Linked DNA regions of Mus musculus: regions 1 and 2 are each linked to region 3. The links are chromatin contacts, called in public HiChIP or PLAC-seq and promoter capture Hi-C maps. All regions are on one chromosome and are shown on one strand. Each heading gives the region's core, a stretch centred on a gene start, on an enhancer-like site or on the middle of the called end of the contact. The rest is flanking DNA. Distances are from core to core; before and after follow the strand shown.

Region 1 (2,700 bases), core at 44-2,543, 290 kb before region 3:
GTCACAAACACTGACTTCAGCTATCAGAACTGCACTTCTCTCTTGCTTTGCAATGGGCCAGCAACAGGGACTTTCTTGTCTTGGTCATGACCTGGTCAGAGGGACCCAAACGGGAACACTTCTCAGTTCACAAGACATCACCCTACTGTCCCACAGGTCTGCTGGACAGACCTGATGACTAGCCAGAATTCTCTCTCTCTCTCTGTCTCTGTCTCTCCCTCTCCCTCCCGTCTCTCCCCCCATCTCTCTCCCTCCCTCCTTCCCTTCTTTCTTCCCTCCCTTCCTTTTTTCTGCCTGACTGCCTGTCTGTCTGGCTGTCTTGTCTTTCCTTCTTTCCATCCATCTTTCTTTCTGTCCTGGGGGATTAGGGTGACAGGGTCTTGATATATAGCCCTGGCTGGCCTGGAATTTGCCATGTAGACCAGGATGGGGTTACAGGTGTGCACGGTCACCTCCAACTGAAACACACTTTACAATAACACAATGTGAAAGAACCAAGTGGGGAACCCCCCCACTCAATTTCCAATTCGGTGTGCACCCAAAGAAACACTAGAGACTGTCTTGATGCAAACACACGAGGTAGTTTAATGACGGAGCTCTGGGCCGAAATGTATCTCACACAGGAGACAGCAGTTGTCGGCCACATGGCTCAAAAGCTAGGGGTTTTTATAGAAATGAGTCTGGGGCTGGGGGAGGAATTGGCGCGGTTTCACATGATTGGTTCATTTAAATATCAGCAGACTGTATGTGCAGATCGAGGTAACAGCAGAGCATCCAGTTAACATTTAACTTAGGTCAGAAGGGCGGGGGATAGGGAGGCGCTGGGCCAGTCAGGACATTCTTTTATGTCTTCCCTATCTTTATGGCTAGTTGGTTCCTGGGATGACTTTACAGCCTTTGTTCTTTGCTCTAGGCTCAAAAAGCCCTCCTAACTAGCAAGCTGCATGAGTCATGGACATTGAATTTTAATTCTTTCTTTCAAAGGTCTGCTGTCTAAGAAGCAGCTCCAGGGGTCTCATGGCCTGGACTCTGTTGAGACATTCCTTCTGATGGGCATAGCTAATTTGTTGCTGTATCTACCAAGTCATAAAGCCACATGCAATGCCACCAGCAAAGGACAGCAGGAATGTATAGGACATGGGGCTGGGGATGTGGGCAGGAAACACAGAAGCCTTGACACCCTGCCCCCCACCTGCCACGTTACTTAAGATACGATTGGTGGATTGTGTGAGAAGGTCCAGGTTTGTCTTGCTGAAGGTCCAGGTTTGTCTTGCTAATGTTCACCTACGCTTTCTACAAGCACCTGGCTGTTTGAATAAGAGGTGGTCACATGGTTGGCCTTCTGTCTTAATGCTTCAATCAAGAGTTATCAAAAGTAGACAATTGCTGGGCGTGGTGGTGTATTCCTGTATTCCCAGCACTTGGGATGCAGAGGCAGAAGGCTCAGGGGTTCAAGGTCATCTTCGGCTGACCTTGAGTTCAGTGTTCAATTTCAGAGTTCAATGACAGCCTGGGCTACTTGAGTCTCTGTCTCAAAGAGGTTGAGGGCGCTAGAGAGATGGTTTCACTGTTCAGCATATCTGGTGCGTTTGCGGATGATCTGAGTTTAGTCTCCCCAGCTCCCATCGTAGGCAGCTCACAACTGCCCGTATGTGCAGCTCTAGGAGATCCAGTGCCTGCCCTCTTCTGGACTTCTCAGGCATCTGTATTCACATGTACATGCGCACAGACATACACACACACACACACACACACACACACACACACACACACACACGAAAGCAACCTTAAAAACAAATAAACAATCCAAAACCAGAATGCGGCTCACAGCTTCCACAGGTGACCTAAGGCCTTTGATTTCTGTTCTCTGTGCCTCAGTTCTATGGCTGTCTAGTGAGCTCATAAACACCTTCATTAGTTTGCTGGGCATGTCTACCTGATAATGTGCTACCGGTTGGAAGCACACATCCTATTGCCTGGCATACAGTCGGCACTTGATAAATGGTGTGTGTCATGGGAGCGGATCACCAAACCAAGCCTGAACACTCTTAACTGCAATGTCAGCCCCTAAACACAAGGAAGGAGAGTTGGGACAGCTGTGAGCCAGAGGTAAGGAGGAGCCCCTCCCCTCTCTTCTCCTGAGCCTCATGGATTACCTCAGTGGATGTGACCAGAGTTCTCCTATAGGGAAGCACCAGTGAGATTTCAGGAGGAAGACGGCCGTTGTGAGTGAGACAGTGCTGTCAGGGAGACTCTAATTGAACACTGGGCAAACAAGCCTGCAACTGCTCCCAGTGGCTGCCCATTCCCACACTCCACCCTTTGCCTGTGTGTGTATCGGGCCCTATGCACCAGCTCCACCTAACCAGCAAAGTCTTCTACACCAAGGCTCTGCTCCAGACCTTCCTCTTCAAGACAGTGTGTCATCTCCATCCTCCCCAGCAGGGGTCCTCCTTCCTCTTCTGATCTCCCTCAGCCCCCTTCCCTTCCTAGCCAATCTCCCTCCCAGTTAATCCTCCCTCTCTGTGTGTGTATTTCTGCATGTGTGCACACATGTACTCATATATTCCCGTGTGTGAGTGTGTGTGTGTGTGTTGCCAGAGGGTAGGTGATCCTGGGAGGCTCTCACTGAATCTGAAGCTCTCAATCCAGCTATACAAATTAGCCAGCCAGCCAGCACCGGGTGTCTACCCATCCCCT
Region 2 (2,700 bases), core at 180-2,679, 360 kb before region 3:
CTCCTTCTCCTTCTCCTTCTCCTTCTCCTCCTTCTCCTCCTTCTCCTCCTTCTCCTTCTCCTTCTCCTCCTTCTCCTCCTTCTCCTCCTTCTCCTCCTTCTCCTCCTTCTCCTCCTTCTCCTCCTTCTCCTCCTTCTCCTCCTTCTCCTCCTTCTCCTCCTTCTCCTTCTTCTCCTTTCTTCTTCTTCTTTTCTTCTCCTTCCTCCTCCTCCTCCTCCTCCTCCTCCCCTTCTCCACTCAAATTGACTAACAGATATTTAGATTGCCAGGCACTGTGGGTCCCCTGGGCTCTTTCAAGTAGTTCAAGGACACTCCTGGTCCTGGGGATCTCAGTTTGCCTCCCTGGCCCTTGCCCATCTGCTCCCCCTCCCCAACCCCCTGAGCTCTGTCACTGGGAGGCCAGAACCCTGGCTCCCTCTCCCTTGGCAGCTTTTCTACCCAAGATCTGCTCCAGCATCAGCTGTCAATCAAGTACAGGCACACCCTTGACTTCCTGGTCTTTCAGGCCTCCCCAACCACCACTGTGTGTGTCTGTCTTCATTTTCTGTGACGCGCAAATTTCCAATTGTGGTCCCCGCACCAGCTCTGCCGTACCCTGTTCCTCCCACCAGCTTTGCCGCATCCCGTTTAATAAGCCTTCCTTCTGGAAGCCTTCGTCTTCATCAGTTCAGCCATAAGACAGAGACTGCTTCTGCTGCTCGCGGCATCTGTCTTGGAATCTTCCAAGTAGCCCTAAAGCCTTAACCAGGCATCTGATCCCCCCACTGTTTCTTTCCCCACAGAAAAGACATCCCGGAACTTGGCCTTCTGCTGACAGCTTGGCCACTGTGTTAGAGAGCACCTGGCCCGTTCCTAGGAGTGTTTTTCTATCTGAGCATGGCGGAGGTCCATTCAACACTTCCTAACCAGTTCCAACCCTCCGCTGCCCCCTGCGGTGGAAGCCGGAACACCATGAGCGCGCCTCTCTCTGAGCAGCCCAGGCAGGCAGGCATCTTGGGAGGGAAGAGCCTAGCCACTCCTCTCAGAGTAGAGCGCTTACAGGGTAATAAATATCCTTCATGCAGCTGCTGATGTCCTCTTTAGCGCAGATGACATTCGTTGCACCTCCCTTCCTCACACACGAGGGAGAAAATGAGGTCGGGCACAGAAGCCCATCTTCTGTCATTTTTCAGGCTGTTTCCTGATGGCGGGTGCCCCGTCCCCAGGAAGCAGCCGGATGGGAGATGGTTCTCACAAAGTCGATAAGGCCTTGTTACACTTTTCTTCTGAGAAGAAAACCCAGGCTCAGAGACGCTACTTTGTTCTACAGCATTTTTTTTTAAAAAAAGATTTATTTTATTTTATTTCTCTGCATATGTGCATCTATCTGCGGCTTTGTATGTGTGAGTGCTCGTGGAGGCCAGCAGAGGGCGTCAAACCCTAGAGTTGTGCTTTGGCAGCAAGCAGCTGTGTTTCCTGTGTAGCTTCTTCCAAGGGCTCAGTGGAGCGCTCAAAGTAGCTGCGTGCTTAGTTCAAGGCGGCCAGGGTACCAGGGAATGGTCTATCAGCTGTCAAGTAAGGCGTTAAACCGTCTCAAAGCCCAGTGTCATAGCTTACTTAAAGACACATTAAAAAGGAGCACTTGCAATAAGGATACCATTAACACTAACGGGGTTCTATAACATTTCTAACGCTGAGCTTCTGCCTGGCAGAAGTCTCAGGCAGTCTTGGGCCCTTTAAATCTCACTTCCTCTGCAGATACACCCCCGGGGATCTTTTCTCCAAGGCTAGCTGAGGATGGGGCCTCTCAGAGCCCCTGACATGAAGATAAGGCTCCTGCTGCAGTCAGTGCTCATGCTTTGTGGTAAGGGTCCACCCATGACTTCTGTCCCCTTTCACATCTGGATTCCTGCTAGGAGGCTGTGATGGGGTGGGGGTGGAGGTGGGGGCGGGGTAACGTGTTGACTGTGGTCCAGGCATGGGAACCTGCTAGATGTCTAAAATGTCATTGGAAAGGGGACCAGCAAGTTAGCTGTTTGGGTTTATGGTCTCCATGACTACGATTAGGTTAGGAGACCATCAAGAGATCCAGGTGTTGGCCGGCATAAATGGCATCTTCTGAGCCAAATACAAGTGAGCACGGCCGGGGGAACACAGACTCAAGTTTCCCCGAATGGCAAACTCCTCTACCCACAGAGAGACCGCCTTGTGTAAGCTCGGCTGTCACTCAGCAGCAGGTGGCTCGCGAAGCAGGCTGACTGCAGAGGCACAGACGGTCTTCCAGTTCACACACTGTCTTCCATGAGGCAAGAACATCTCTGCCAGGACTCTCATGTTATCACCTTAGTCTGACGTTTGCTACGAGCTAGGAGAGATGCACCAAGCTTGGTGTACATTCTACAAATTGTATCCAGTGATGTGTGTGTGTGCCCGCGCGTGTACAAGTTTACATGTAGCCCAGTCTGCATGTGGATGTCAGTACACATGTGTGTGAATGCATGTAGAGGTCAGAGATGTCAGGGTCACACCTCGGCCCCCTCTCCACCTTCCTTGTGAGACAGACTCTTTCACTGACCTGGACTGGAATTACAGGCAGGTGTCACCACATTGGATCCCCGCCCCCCCCCCCCATCAGCTATGCCCTTTTTTTAATAGTTAATTTAGTTACATGGGAAACTAATACCAAAACACACTTAGCCCAGATGATCAAGTACTGCATAG
Region 3 (2,700 bases), core at 56-2,555:
CTCAAAAAGAATGGCCAGGAGACATCCAACTGAAAGCAGGAAATGAGCCAGCAGAAGAGAGATGAGAAGCTGGGGCAGATGCAATGGCACATACAAAGGGATGGCGTCAGGGATGAGTCAGGGATGCTGTCTGAAGGCTGGAAGGAAAAGCCCACGTGCAGAGTGTATAGGGAGAAGGGACAGGGGAAAGGGTCCACAGCTTGGGTCTCATCTTGAGAACAGCGGAGAGCCACTAGCTGTTTCAGAGCTGGACATGGAGCCAGGATTTCATGCTTGCACGTCATATTCTACCTCCTCAGGCCCCCGATGAAAACTCCCAGGACAACTGACCTAAGGTTTTATTGGATATATATATATATAGTTTTGTTTTTGTTATTTTTGTTTTTTTGTTTTTTGAGTCAAGGTTTCTCTTTGTAGCCCTGGCTGTCCTGGAACTCTCTCTGTAGACCAGGCTGGCCTTGAACTCAGAAATTCTCCTGCCTCTGCCTCCAGAGTGCTGGGATTAAAGGCGTGTGCCACCACTGCCCGGCTTAATATTTATTCTATGTGTGGATGTTTTGCCTCTGTGTGTATGTGTGTGTGTGTGTGTGTGTGTGTGTGTGTGTGTGTGTGTGTGTGTGTGTGTGTGTGTGTGTAAGTGTGTGTGTGTGTGTGTGTAAGTGTGTGTGTGTGTGTGTGTGTGTGTGTAAGTGTGTGTGCGCGCGCGCACGCGCGCGCTCGCGCAGTGTCTACTGGAAATGCTGGATCTCCTGGAACAGTAGTTACAGCTGGTTGTGAGGTGACATGTAGGTTCTGGGAACTGAACCTGGGTCCTCTGCACAAGCGCTCTTAGAAGTTGAGCCATTGCTCCAGGCCCTTGGCCTAGGGCTTTTAAGAGAGCTCACAGTCTCCTCTGTAGAGAGGGGAGGAGCCTTGGGATGGAGATCAGCAACAGAGTCCTTGAGGGCGCTGTACCTGCAGCCTGGTAGGACATGGTGGTGGTAGTGGAGGTTATTAGGGTGGGAACATTTCAGGGTGAATGGGGTGGGATGGGGCTAGCAATTGCACGAGTATAGAAAGTCAGGGAGCAGGAAGTGTCGCACAGTCACTGGAGAGAACCCACTTTGGCAGATCTCAGATCAGCCACGATCCTGACCGTTACCCTTTTCTGGCTGCTGCTGGGGCTGCCGCCTCTCCACCACGGCCACACCCACTAAGTGCACAGAGTGAGCTCACAGACAAAGTTATTCCTGCACCTTGTCTGGCTCTTTAAGGCCACAGATTGCCCAGAAAAAGGACCGCAGAGCTGACCAATCAGAACACCAAATCCCCTCAAGCAGCAGGGATTGGCTCTAACGTGAGCACCTGACCCAAGCTGAGCCAATACAGGTGGACACCTGGGGGCTTCCCTTGAAACTTGAACAAAAGCTTCAGGAAAGAGGACCTGCATGGAGAACAAGGCCGGCCTGAGGGCATGGTTCAAGCACCTGGATCCAGCCATGCCTAAAATCAGTTTCATGGATCAACAAATCCCTCTTTTTGCCTAAGCCCATCTTAAGCGCACACTTGGTGGTTGGGTCCAACTGCGTCCTGCCCTACTTAAGTCACTGTACTCAGTCTTGACACTCTACGATGGTGTGTGTGAGGTTCTCATCTGACCCTCCACTCTACCGGTGAAGCTAGCTGAGGGATCTCTTTTGGGGTTTTTTTGGGGGGGGGGCATTGTTTGTCTGGTTTTTTGAGACAAGGTTTCTCTGTGTAGCCATGGCTGTCCTAGAACTCATTCTATAAACCAGTCTGGTCTCAAACTCAAGATTTCTACCTACCTCTGCCTCCCAACTGCTGGTATTAAAGGCATGTGCCACCACTGCCTGGCTAAGGATCTCTTTCTTTTCTACCGCTTAATCAAAAGGATTCCATAGTGACGTGCACTTACCGGAAACTACATCTTTCGCTATCCTTTCTTGTGGAGCAACAGTAGATGCCTGCCTGCAGCTCCATGGTTTTGAGTCTCCCTTGGGCCAGTACAGCTTTCCTCCAAACTCCCACAGTCAGCTCTGCCTTCTGGGTAGTTCTCCCTCTTCCCTGGTGTCCAAACATTCCATGCCGTCTGGATTGGAAAGATGGCTCTGTCAGTCCAATTTGTACTCCTCAAGGACCCAAGTTCAGTCCCCAGACCTCACAGTTTAAAAAACTGGGCACAATGGTATACAGTCTTCAAATCCCAAGGAAGAGGAAGTGGAGACAGGGACTCCATGGCCAGCCAGAGTAGCCAAATAGGCTACCCCCCCCACAAAAAAACAAACAAACAAACAAAAAAAAACAAAACTCTAGGTCCCAGGGAGAGACTCTGCCTCAAAAAACATGGTGGATCGCCCCTGAGGAATGATGCCCCAAACTGACCTCTGGGTTATACATATATACAAGAGCACACACACACACGTCTGCTCACATAAACATGCATGTGCATGTTAAATGCTTGAAATTGTTAATACTGTGAGAGTTCAAGGCCAGCCAGTTCTGTATAGCTAATTCCCAAACAGACAGATATACAGAGAGGATGGGGTTGTCTATTTGTAGGTCCCAGAATCCCCTGGTAAAGGAACCTTTGTCCATGGCAGACAGGAGGAATTATTGAGGTTAGGAGGTGAACGGAGATGAGAAGGCTCACCTTAAAAGTGGCCGACACCATTCCCCAGGCTGGGGGTACCTGGAAGAATA

The links. Promoter capture Hi-C pulls out the DNA fragments that hold promoters and counts their contacts. HiChIP or PLAC-seq counts read pairs in DNA pulled down with a chosen protein or histone mark.
Region 1: an H3K27ac HiChIP or PLAC-seq map of embryonic stem cells shows a contact between it and region 3, with 12 read pairs. The contact joins two enhancer-like sites. A contact is called at or near these places in 5 of 484 Hi-C or Micro-C datasets (the N1E-115 cell line, cerebral cortex, cortical neurons and 1 more) and 3 of 115 datasets of contacts at active chromatin or transcription factors (all in embryonic stem cells).
Region 2: a contact with region 3 is called in a promoter capture Hi-C map of embryonic stem cells, with 2.8 times the contacts expected there. The contact joins two enhancer-like sites. A contact is called at or near these places in 9 of 39 promoter capture datasets (the C10 cell line, cranial neural crest, embryonic stem cells and 5 more), 1 of 15 datasets of contacts at CTCF or cohesin (pro-B cells), 14 of 484 Hi-C or Micro-C datasets (the N1E-115 cell line, cerebellum, cerebral cortex and 5 more), 12 of 115 datasets of contacts at active chromatin or transcription factors (astrocytes, embryonic basal ganglia, embryonic forebrain and 6 more) and 2 of 9 other capture datasets (adipose tissue and pancreatic islet).

The regions. Positions count from the first base shown.
Region 1 is chr4:138,793,219-138,795,918 of GRCm38.p6, reverse strand. No RefSeq gene overlaps it. Among named protein-coding and RNA genes, the nearest start is that of Gm32871, 14 kb to the right of the region's middle. Within about 2 kb of position 1,293, at least 24 of the 459 cell types and tissues checked have an H3K27ac peak or open chromatin away from gene starts, as enhancers often do. A contact at or near this core is called in embryonic stem cells, where this site is marked.
Region 2 is chr4:138,858,185-138,860,884 of GRCm38.p6, reverse strand. It overlaps a transcript of Pla2g5 not described here. Among named protein-coding and RNA genes, the nearest start is that of Gm32930, 3.9 kb to the left of the region's middle. Within about 2 kb of position 1,429, at least 27 of the 459 cell types and tissues checked have an H3K27ac peak or open chromatin away from gene starts, as enhancers often do. A contact at or near this core is called in embryonic stem cells, where this site is marked.
Region 3 is chr4:138,498,641-138,501,340 of GRCm38.p6, reverse strand. Gm32549 (a long non-coding RNA gene) reads right to left here. Exons shown (of 4, transcript XR_390857.3): 2 at 2,651-2,689; 3 at 1,916-2,089. Among named protein-coding and RNA genes, the nearest start is that of Gm32549, 3.5 kb to the right of the region's middle. Within about 2 kb of position 1,305, at least 7 of the 459 cell types and tissues checked have an H3K27ac peak or open chromatin away from gene starts, as enhancers often do. A contact at or near this core is called in embryonic stem cells, where this site is marked.